2 separate regions of the Mus musculus genome follow, and region 2 is linked to region 1. The links are chromatin contacts, called in public HiChIP or PLAC-seq maps. All regions are on one chromosome and are shown on one strand. The core of a region is the stretch at or near the end of the contact, and the rest is flanking DNA. Distances in the headings are between cores, read along the strand shown. Region 1 holds the start of Tmf1 (TATA element modulatory factor 1). Region 2 overlaps Mitf (melanogenesis associated transcription factor).

Region 1 (3,935 bases), core at 866-3,365:
GCTTCACCCTCAGGCTCAGCTTTGTCTTCTGGATTTCCTTCTGTGACAACCCCCACTCCCCACTTCGTTCTTTTCAGGTACACATAGATCTTCGAAGAACTAGGACCTGGGTTCAACAGAAGCATCCTCTAGCCACAAGTCTGTCATTAACATGCTCAAAATTGCAATACTGTGGGATAAAGTTACTGGAAGATAACTTGCCATGGATATGAAATTTTTTGTTGTTAAGGAAAAGTCTTATAGCTTAGCTTCTTGCAGTGCAAAACAGATACTCAGGGAGCAGGCAGATAATGTGTTGTACAGAGCTCTTAGAATGAGTTGGCAGATACATGGAAAATTGTGTGAAAATAATTGTCAAAGGAAATTTTAGTTCAGTCATTCTTTGTCACTAGGTGACACCCGTGGAAAAAGGATTAGCACCCTATTAAGAGGTCTAAGGATGGTGCCATTGCCCTTTAAAACAGAATGTACATACTACCAAATGCCAGCTCTGAACCAGAATAGGGCTCTTAAGCCCTTTAGGATGCAACTAACCCTCCCTCCCTCCCTCCCTCCCTCCCTCCCTCCCTCCCTCCCTCCCTCCCTTCCTTAATTAGAATAGAGTCATTGCAGATATAATACAGAGGACCCAATCTGATAAGGTAGGCATCCCTATTAGAAGAGGTGAGAGGGATGTGGGAGGAAGATTAGACAATGGAGTGCTGTACCTGTACCCAGGGAACAAAAGGATTGACTGCAGACTTGAAGCTAGGAGAAGCATGGTGCATTCTCCATGAAGATTTCAGAGGGAGGACAGCTCCAGTGAACAACTTCAGACTTCTGGCTCCAAACCACAAAAGCATTTCTGTCATTTTAAGCCATCCTGTTAGTAGTTCTGGTAGTCCTAGGGAATGTTTTGGGGGATAAAATTACATTTCCCCTTTCCCTTCCGTCCCTCTAAACTTTTTCATAGACCTCTATTGCTCTCTCTCAAATTAAGTCTCTTTTATTAACTGTTAAGTATATAAGTGTGTATACATATGCGTTCTCAAATGCATTAATTAGTACAACCCTCAGTCTGTATGATGATTTCGGGGCTGCTCATTTGGTAGTGTGTAACCTTCCCAGGGGAAGATTTACCCCATTCCTAGCTTCGGCATTCCTTAAGTACCCGTGGTTCTTTGTGTAGGGTAGGAGTCTCTTTTCACAAAGGGCTAATGCTTGAATTAAATTTAGCCTTTAAATGCTGGTAGAAAATTTTTCTTTAGCATTATTAGAACCAAACCAAACAGCTGCTGACTGGACAAGGAAGGCCATCGACTTTAAATTTTCTCCCATGACCAAGTGTGGGAAAGAGAGCATACAAGCTGTATCTTTTAGGCAGTGTGCACAGTATGTACTGATGGGTTAATATTTTATTGCTTGCCAAGTGGCTTAACCCATCCAAACCGCTGTTACAAACTGCCATAAAGTGGCTGGCTCATAGGCTACAGAAACTTGATTTTTACTGTTCTTGTGACTGGGAGGTCCAAGACGAGCACAGCTGATGAGAGCCATCTATTTCTAGTTCATGGCTGGCGTGACCTTGGTATGTTATGCTTGAGAGGGCGTAGGCACCTCTTAATAGGGCATTCATCTCTTTCCCGTGGGTGTCACAGTCATCTCGTGACCCAGAAAGTTCCTTAAAGCCCCACCTCTTAACATAGGAGTGTGCTGATGAACGCCATTCAGATGACAGAATTAGGTTGAGAGGGAGGTGGTTTCATCTGTTAATGTTCCAGGACCTGGGGACCGTGCCCATCAAGTCAGGCATAGACATCCAGGCCAGGCGAGAACTGGCCAACTACTTTTTGAGTACCAAGATTAATAAGTGTGAGGCCTAGCCGCCGGGATTATAGCGAGGCACACGCGGCTCTGGTCGCTCCCGGAGGTCTGGGCCTCGGCGCAGATCGCGTCCCTCAGTTGAGAACGGCCATGAAGCCCAGAGGCGGCTGGTAACTAAGGGCTCCGCTCCGCTCCCGGATGTGGCTTCACGCTACCGCCTCCGTCCTTCCGTCTGGGCGGAACTCGGCTCCCGGATCTGGTGGTTGTGTACGTGGAAGGGCGGCGCATGCGCGGCGGGGCCCGGCTCAGCTGTGCGGAAGGCTCGCAGCGCCGCGCGGCCGCGGGAGGCGGTGGGGCCGGGGCCGCCGCTGAGGCCGCCGGAGCCGGCCGGAGCCGGCGCTGAGGAGGGGCCATGAGCTGGTTCAATGCCTCGCAGTTGTCCAGCTTCGCCAAGCAGGCCCTGTCCCAGGCCCAGAAGTCCATCGACAGGGTCCTGGACATCCAGGAGGAGGAGCCGAGCGCCTGGGCCGAGGCCATCCCGTACGGCGAGCCGGGTAAGCGGGTCCCGGGGTGTCGCGCCTGCCTGCCTGCCTGCTGTCGGACCCCAGTCCCGCACGCCTCGGCCCCGGTGCGGGTCCTGCTGACCTCAGGTGTCAGCTCGAGCTCTGGTCCTGGCCCCAGGCCCCTGACTACAGAGTCAGGAGCACAGCCCCAGATCCCCAATTGCTAGGCGTCTTCCGCCTTGGCGCCCTAGGTCCGAGCCTTGTAAATCCCCAGTCCCGGAGCCCCGCGGGAAGCGTTTAAGGAACACAAAAGACTTTGTTTACAAAAAGTTCACCGTCTCAAAACAACCCGAGTCAGGGATGGTAGACCCCGTGTTCTACAGAGGAGCTAACCGAAACTCAGAATGCATAACTTTCTCCAGGTGAGGCACAGTCTGTACGGGGCAGAGTCCCAAGAGAATTTGTGCTCCAAGAGTTCCCAACTGTAGCCCTTTTTGCAGCACCAGATCTTTCAGATGAACTGAAATTACTCTTTCCAGGATTATTCGGTTGCTTGTGTCTTTACGTCTAAGGGAGTCTGGAGCACTTTTCGTGTGTAGCAACAGACACTGGGGCAAACCTTTGGATGAAAGTTAACTGTGGTTTCTGGTTTTAGATGTACATTGTTGAAAACTCGGGACCTAAGTTGAATCATTGATAACGTAGTTTATGTATGACTGTAGATATATCGTGATCTTATTTCATTCTCTGTGGCACCTTGCTATTGGGAAGCTCGCCTTTTTGTGGTTGGACCCCAGAGCTGGAGTTACTAAACTTAAGATCAGATGTTTCAAATAAAAAGATACTCATTATCCCCCGCCCCGGGCGAAATCTGAGACATGGATAGTGCTGTATAATTTATTTTAGAGGGCAGGTTGTCTGAAATGGAATATGCTTTCTTGAATGCTATTTTCATTGATCATCTGTTGTGTTTTAGATTACAAAACAACATGGGTCTGAAGAATAGGAATAGTTTAAGTGGATGTGTGGTTACTATAATTTTGTACCACATTTTTCAAGAGGCAAAGTTAAACCCTGGTATCCGTGAGGATGCTAATTAGCTACCTCGAAGACCTAATCTTGCCTTAAGCTTTGTTTTCTGGTTTCACACACTGAACAAATAAATGTAAAACTCTGTTCCCAGTTCAGTTTCCCCAACACTCTTCATTCCTCATAGCTGTGGAATCACGTTAAGAGGCAGATTTTATTAAAGGGCTTCTTGAGTTGTTTTTTTTTTTTTTTTCTTCCTCAGGAAGTCTGTGTACCCTTTCCATAAGCTTCTAATTGCAGAGTTTTGGTAATTTTGCTATCTTAAAAAATGTGGAAAAAATAATTTGGGGTTTAAGAGAGGGGAACTTGCAGACTGGTCATTAAGTACATAAAAGTGAATTCATTCACTAGAACTCACTGTTCTCATCAGTTTAATTATGATTTTTGAAAAAGACTGTCTCTATTATCTCAGGTTAAGTTTTGAGCATTGCTGTCTGTTTAGTTTATAATGTTACAAGAATAAAATGAGCGTGTGGCTGGATAGTGCTGTGACTGCATGTGCCTGTTAGTGAAGATTTGAACTGTCTTTGTGAGATGAGC
Region 2 (3,935 bases), core at 663-3,162, 820 kb before region 1:
CCTGCAAGTTATAGAGGACGAGGTAACTCAAATGAGCACTGTAAGCAGCTGGAAATCCGTGAGGACTGCCTTATGAACTTTAACTGCTCTTCTGCTGGGCAATGGAAATCTCAATGTCTCCCTACCACCTGGGGACATCGGACCCCGCCTACACATCTTATTCACGGTTTGGGGTCAAACTGACACAGCTTTGAGCAGCACAAGTCACAGTGAGTCACTTGGCTAAAGAGCTGAATTATTTTGTCAAAAGTGGAACTTTTTTTTTATCAAAAGTGAAAATGTTTAACACTTTATCAAAAGGGGCCTGGGGAGGTAGCTCAGTTTGTTTTAGTGCTTGCTCCTGCAGGCACAAAGCTTGAGTGAGTCCAATTCCCAGCCCCACCCCACCCCCACCCCCACAATGAAAGCCCAGCCCCGTTGGTACAAATTAGTGATCCTGGCTCTGAGAGAGAAGAACCAGGCAGATCCTAGGGGCTGTATACCAAAGGACCCCTCTGGACAGTGGCTCCCTGCTAGCACCCCTCTCCTCCAGGGTGATAATGTACGGTACATTATCTAGCACCCCTCTCCTCCAGGGTGATAATGTACGGTACATTATCCAAGGTAAACTGCTAAGCCAGACAGCATCTGAGCAATGACATCCGTCCAAGGTGGACATTTGCTTTCTACATACATGGGCACAGTTTTGCATATACACCTGTGTACGTGTATACCTGTACAAACACACACACACACACACACACACACACACACACAAAGAGAGAGGGAGAGAGAGGTTGCACTCCTGCACACAGAGCTTAATTATAGTGCTCGTGATAAACTCGAGCAAGCTTCTTAATTTCTGATGTCAAAACTACTTACTCCTTTTCCCATTTGATTACTAATAAATTTTTCAAAGAATCCTTGTGAATAAACTGAGTTCTAGGGATGGAGGGCAGGGTGGGGAGAAGAGAATGAACAGAGAATGACCTCAAGGTTTTCTTGGAAAACAAAAATTTTTTAAAAAGGCCATCGGTACCGTATTTGCCATTTGCAAGGCCGGATCCATCAAGCCCAAAATTTCTTCATTATAACTTGATTCCAGGCTGATGATGTCATCAATTACATCATCCATCTGTAGATAAAAAGAGCCACAATGAGAAACAGGTGTAAGGCCACCCCCTAAAGGACGTTCTTGGTCCTTTCTTACCTAAAGCAACAGAGTCTAAGAAGTGAAAGTATTCTCTCCCCAAGTAAAATCAGGATATTAGTGAAACCCACTAACAGGACTCGGTGATGAAAACTCCACTTCACAGCTAGCATTTCAGCCATTAGTAGGCAGCAAGAGCTGAGCCTGGGTGTTTCCTTCCAGTGCATTATCACCCTGAAGTCGGGGAGCAGGGCTACTAGCAGGGTAGCCACTATTCAGGTGCAGTGATGAGAAGCAGCTTAAAGCCACACCACGAGCACAGCTGGGCTGTGATTCTGTTGAACACTTGACACTGGAAAGATGAGCCAGGAAGCCCCTCTTGCACAAAGCTACCACTTCCCTTTTCCTTTCCCACAGCCTTCTAGAAAAAGGAAATATAGCTGGTTCATGGCCCTTGCTTTCCAGTGGGGCCCCTGACCACTGGCTGGATTGTAGTCACTTGCAAGGAAAACACCTCTTTGTACAGCTGCCAGTGAGTCTGGTGCTCCCAGAGGAACGCACTAGGACGAGGTTATCATTACGGCTGTGGAGCTGACATTCCCTCTAGATCAATTTTATTGCTGAAGTACCAAAACACCAGTTAGCATCATAAACAACGGTGATTACACACGCATTGCAGCAGTGGTGGAGTCTGCGGAAACATTTCCTTGTAAACACCGTGTGCTCCTTCCCGGCTGATGTGTTTGTGCCTGGGTCTGAAGAGTGCTGTACGGATTCTCAGTGAACTCTGTAAATGCCCAGGGCACCCCTGTGTTCATGTGTACCTCCCATTAAAGAGGTGAGACTCCAGCATTATGCGCATTGGGTTCAAATCTAGTTTCACCCTCTTCCTGGATCAAGGGCAACGCCTCCAGTCTTCAGAAATCTCAGTATGCCAATCTACGCAATGGGGACAATAGCATATATTGTCTCACTGGGGACAGATGAGATTTCAGGAGAAACCTTCCAAAATGCTCAGAAAATTGGAATATACTATAACGTCTGATCTAAAGAATGAGTCATAGCAAGTGATTTCTCTAAAAAATAACTGGTGGTCAGGTTTGAATAGAGCTAGTATACTTCATGTTAGTTTTCGTTCCTGGCATATCAGCTTATTTATTTGCAATACATGGCTTTTTGACTGGGTTGATGAATAAGAAAATAGGCTGGAGACATATAAACCACTTTTCTTTATAAATTTTGACTTTAGTTTTAGGGGAACAAAATTAGTGTCCTTAATGTATCATTAAAATAGTATATACTTTAGCATATATATAAAGGCAAAGAAACCATTTTGTTGTTTGTATTATATTCTATCCCATACATCTGAATAAGCACATAAATACATAAATAAATGCTTCCATTTATTCGCTAAATAGAATTTAAATAATGATCTTCAGATCCTTGGGGAAGTGCTTGTGAGCTATTATTAGCTTACTGAAGCTTCATAATACAGAGAACAGGAGGTTCCATTTAGAAAACAATGCAGAGATTGGCACAGCTTGGTTTCAAAAATATATCTTAGAAGGCTGGTACAATGCTATACAAAAGGTGCTGGAGATTTATGCACATTAACTAAATCATCCTGCATTTTTTACGACAATCTATGGATATTTCCCTCTCCGTATGACTGTGGGAAACTTAAAGGGTACACATATTTAATCTTCTTAGTTGTTACCTAGTCATTCATGAGTTACTATGAAGAAAATAGGTCTGTTCATAGATCCTTCTATCAAAAAAGTATCAATGGGAGGAAAGGAGGTCCTGAAGTCATCAGGAGCTGCGATCATTCACAAATATAGATTCTCACTCATTATCAAGTGTTACATCCTTGGCCTGCCCGGCCATTCAGTACCTGCATGCACGACGCTCGAGAGTGCGTGTTCATACCTGGGCACTCACTCTCTGCCCTGCTCTGCTCCTCAAACTTATAAAATGCCTGCAGAAACAGAAGCAGAGACAGTCCATGACTCGGATTTGCAAACGCCTTTCAGCAACACATTCACAGGATGTTAGTGCCATAGCAATGTGATGGATGGAACTCTCAAACAAGCAGATGCTAACCAAGGAGCACAATAATGGTGGGAGACATGGGTGAAGCATATGGCAGATATGGGTGGATAAGAAGTATGTGCTTTGGTAGAGGCCAGATTAGAGACAAGACTCCAACCCTCACGCTAGTTTTTGTATCAAAATTTGGAGCATAAATTGGACAGGGGTGCTGCTGTGATTCAGTGTCTGATATTCCCAAATTATGAGAACTCGAGTCTCGTTTTAGTAAGGTCCTACTAAGTATGGAAGTGTTAATGTGAGTTCACAAGTGACTGTCACACAACTTTTGGGTTATTTCAGTCACCAGAGGGACTAAGTCTTTGTCCCTCTGCCCAGACCAGTGTCACCAGGCAGCCATTCATTTTGAGACCGACTGGATGCTGTAATAAGCCTTGATCTTTCTTTAAAAGCCTCATATGCCATACCATTCAAATCCACCCATACCTGCTCCATGTTTTTTCTTTCTCCAACTCCATGAAACATAAAAATAATATCCCAGACATTCACAGCAAGCAGAGCTCCTAAGCCTCCTGCCGCCGCACGCCTTTTCTATTTTTGCTTTCCCTTTCCACTTTCCCCTTCTCCTGTCTGTATGTTCGCTGCTTCACAAATTGGAAGGCATAGAAGGGAAGAAAACACTCATCTAAGGACGGTGATGGGAGTTACGGAAGCATCCTCGCCTCCACGTTCTGCTTAGAGCAAGTCAGGTCTCCTG

Evidence for each region. HiChIP or PLAC-seq counts read pairs in DNA pulled down with a chosen protein or histone mark.
Region 2: a contact with region 1 is called in an H3K4me3 HiChIP or PLAC-seq map of bone marrow-derived macrophages, with 5 times the contacts expected there. The contact joins the enhancer-like site here to the promoter of Tmf1 in region 1. A contact is called at or near these places in 2 of 39 promoter capture datasets (hippocampal neurons and second pharyngeal arch cranial neural crest) and 5 of 115 datasets of contacts at active chromatin or transcription factors (the NIH/3T3 cell line, astrocytes, bone marrow-derived macrophages and 2 more).

The regions. Positions count from the first base shown.
Region 1 is chr6:97,177,304-97,181,238 of GRCm38.p6, reverse strand. Tmf1 (TATA element modulatory factor 1) reads left to right here and starts at 2,115. Exons shown (of 17, transcript NM_001081111.2): 1 at 2,115-2,357. The coding sequence starts at 2,216.
Region 2 is chr6:97,993,553-97,997,487 of GRCm38.p6, reverse strand. It overlaps Mitf (melanogenesis associated transcription factor), which reads right to left. Exons shown (of 10, transcript NM_001113198.1): 4 at 3,024-3,107; 5 at 1,019-1,114. Among named protein-coding and RNA genes, the nearest start is that of Mitf, 190 kb to the right of the region's middle. Within about 2 kb of position 1,912, at least 34 of the 459 cell types and tissues checked have an H3K27ac peak or open chromatin away from gene starts, as enhancers often do. A contact at or near this core is called in bone marrow-derived macrophages, where this site is marked.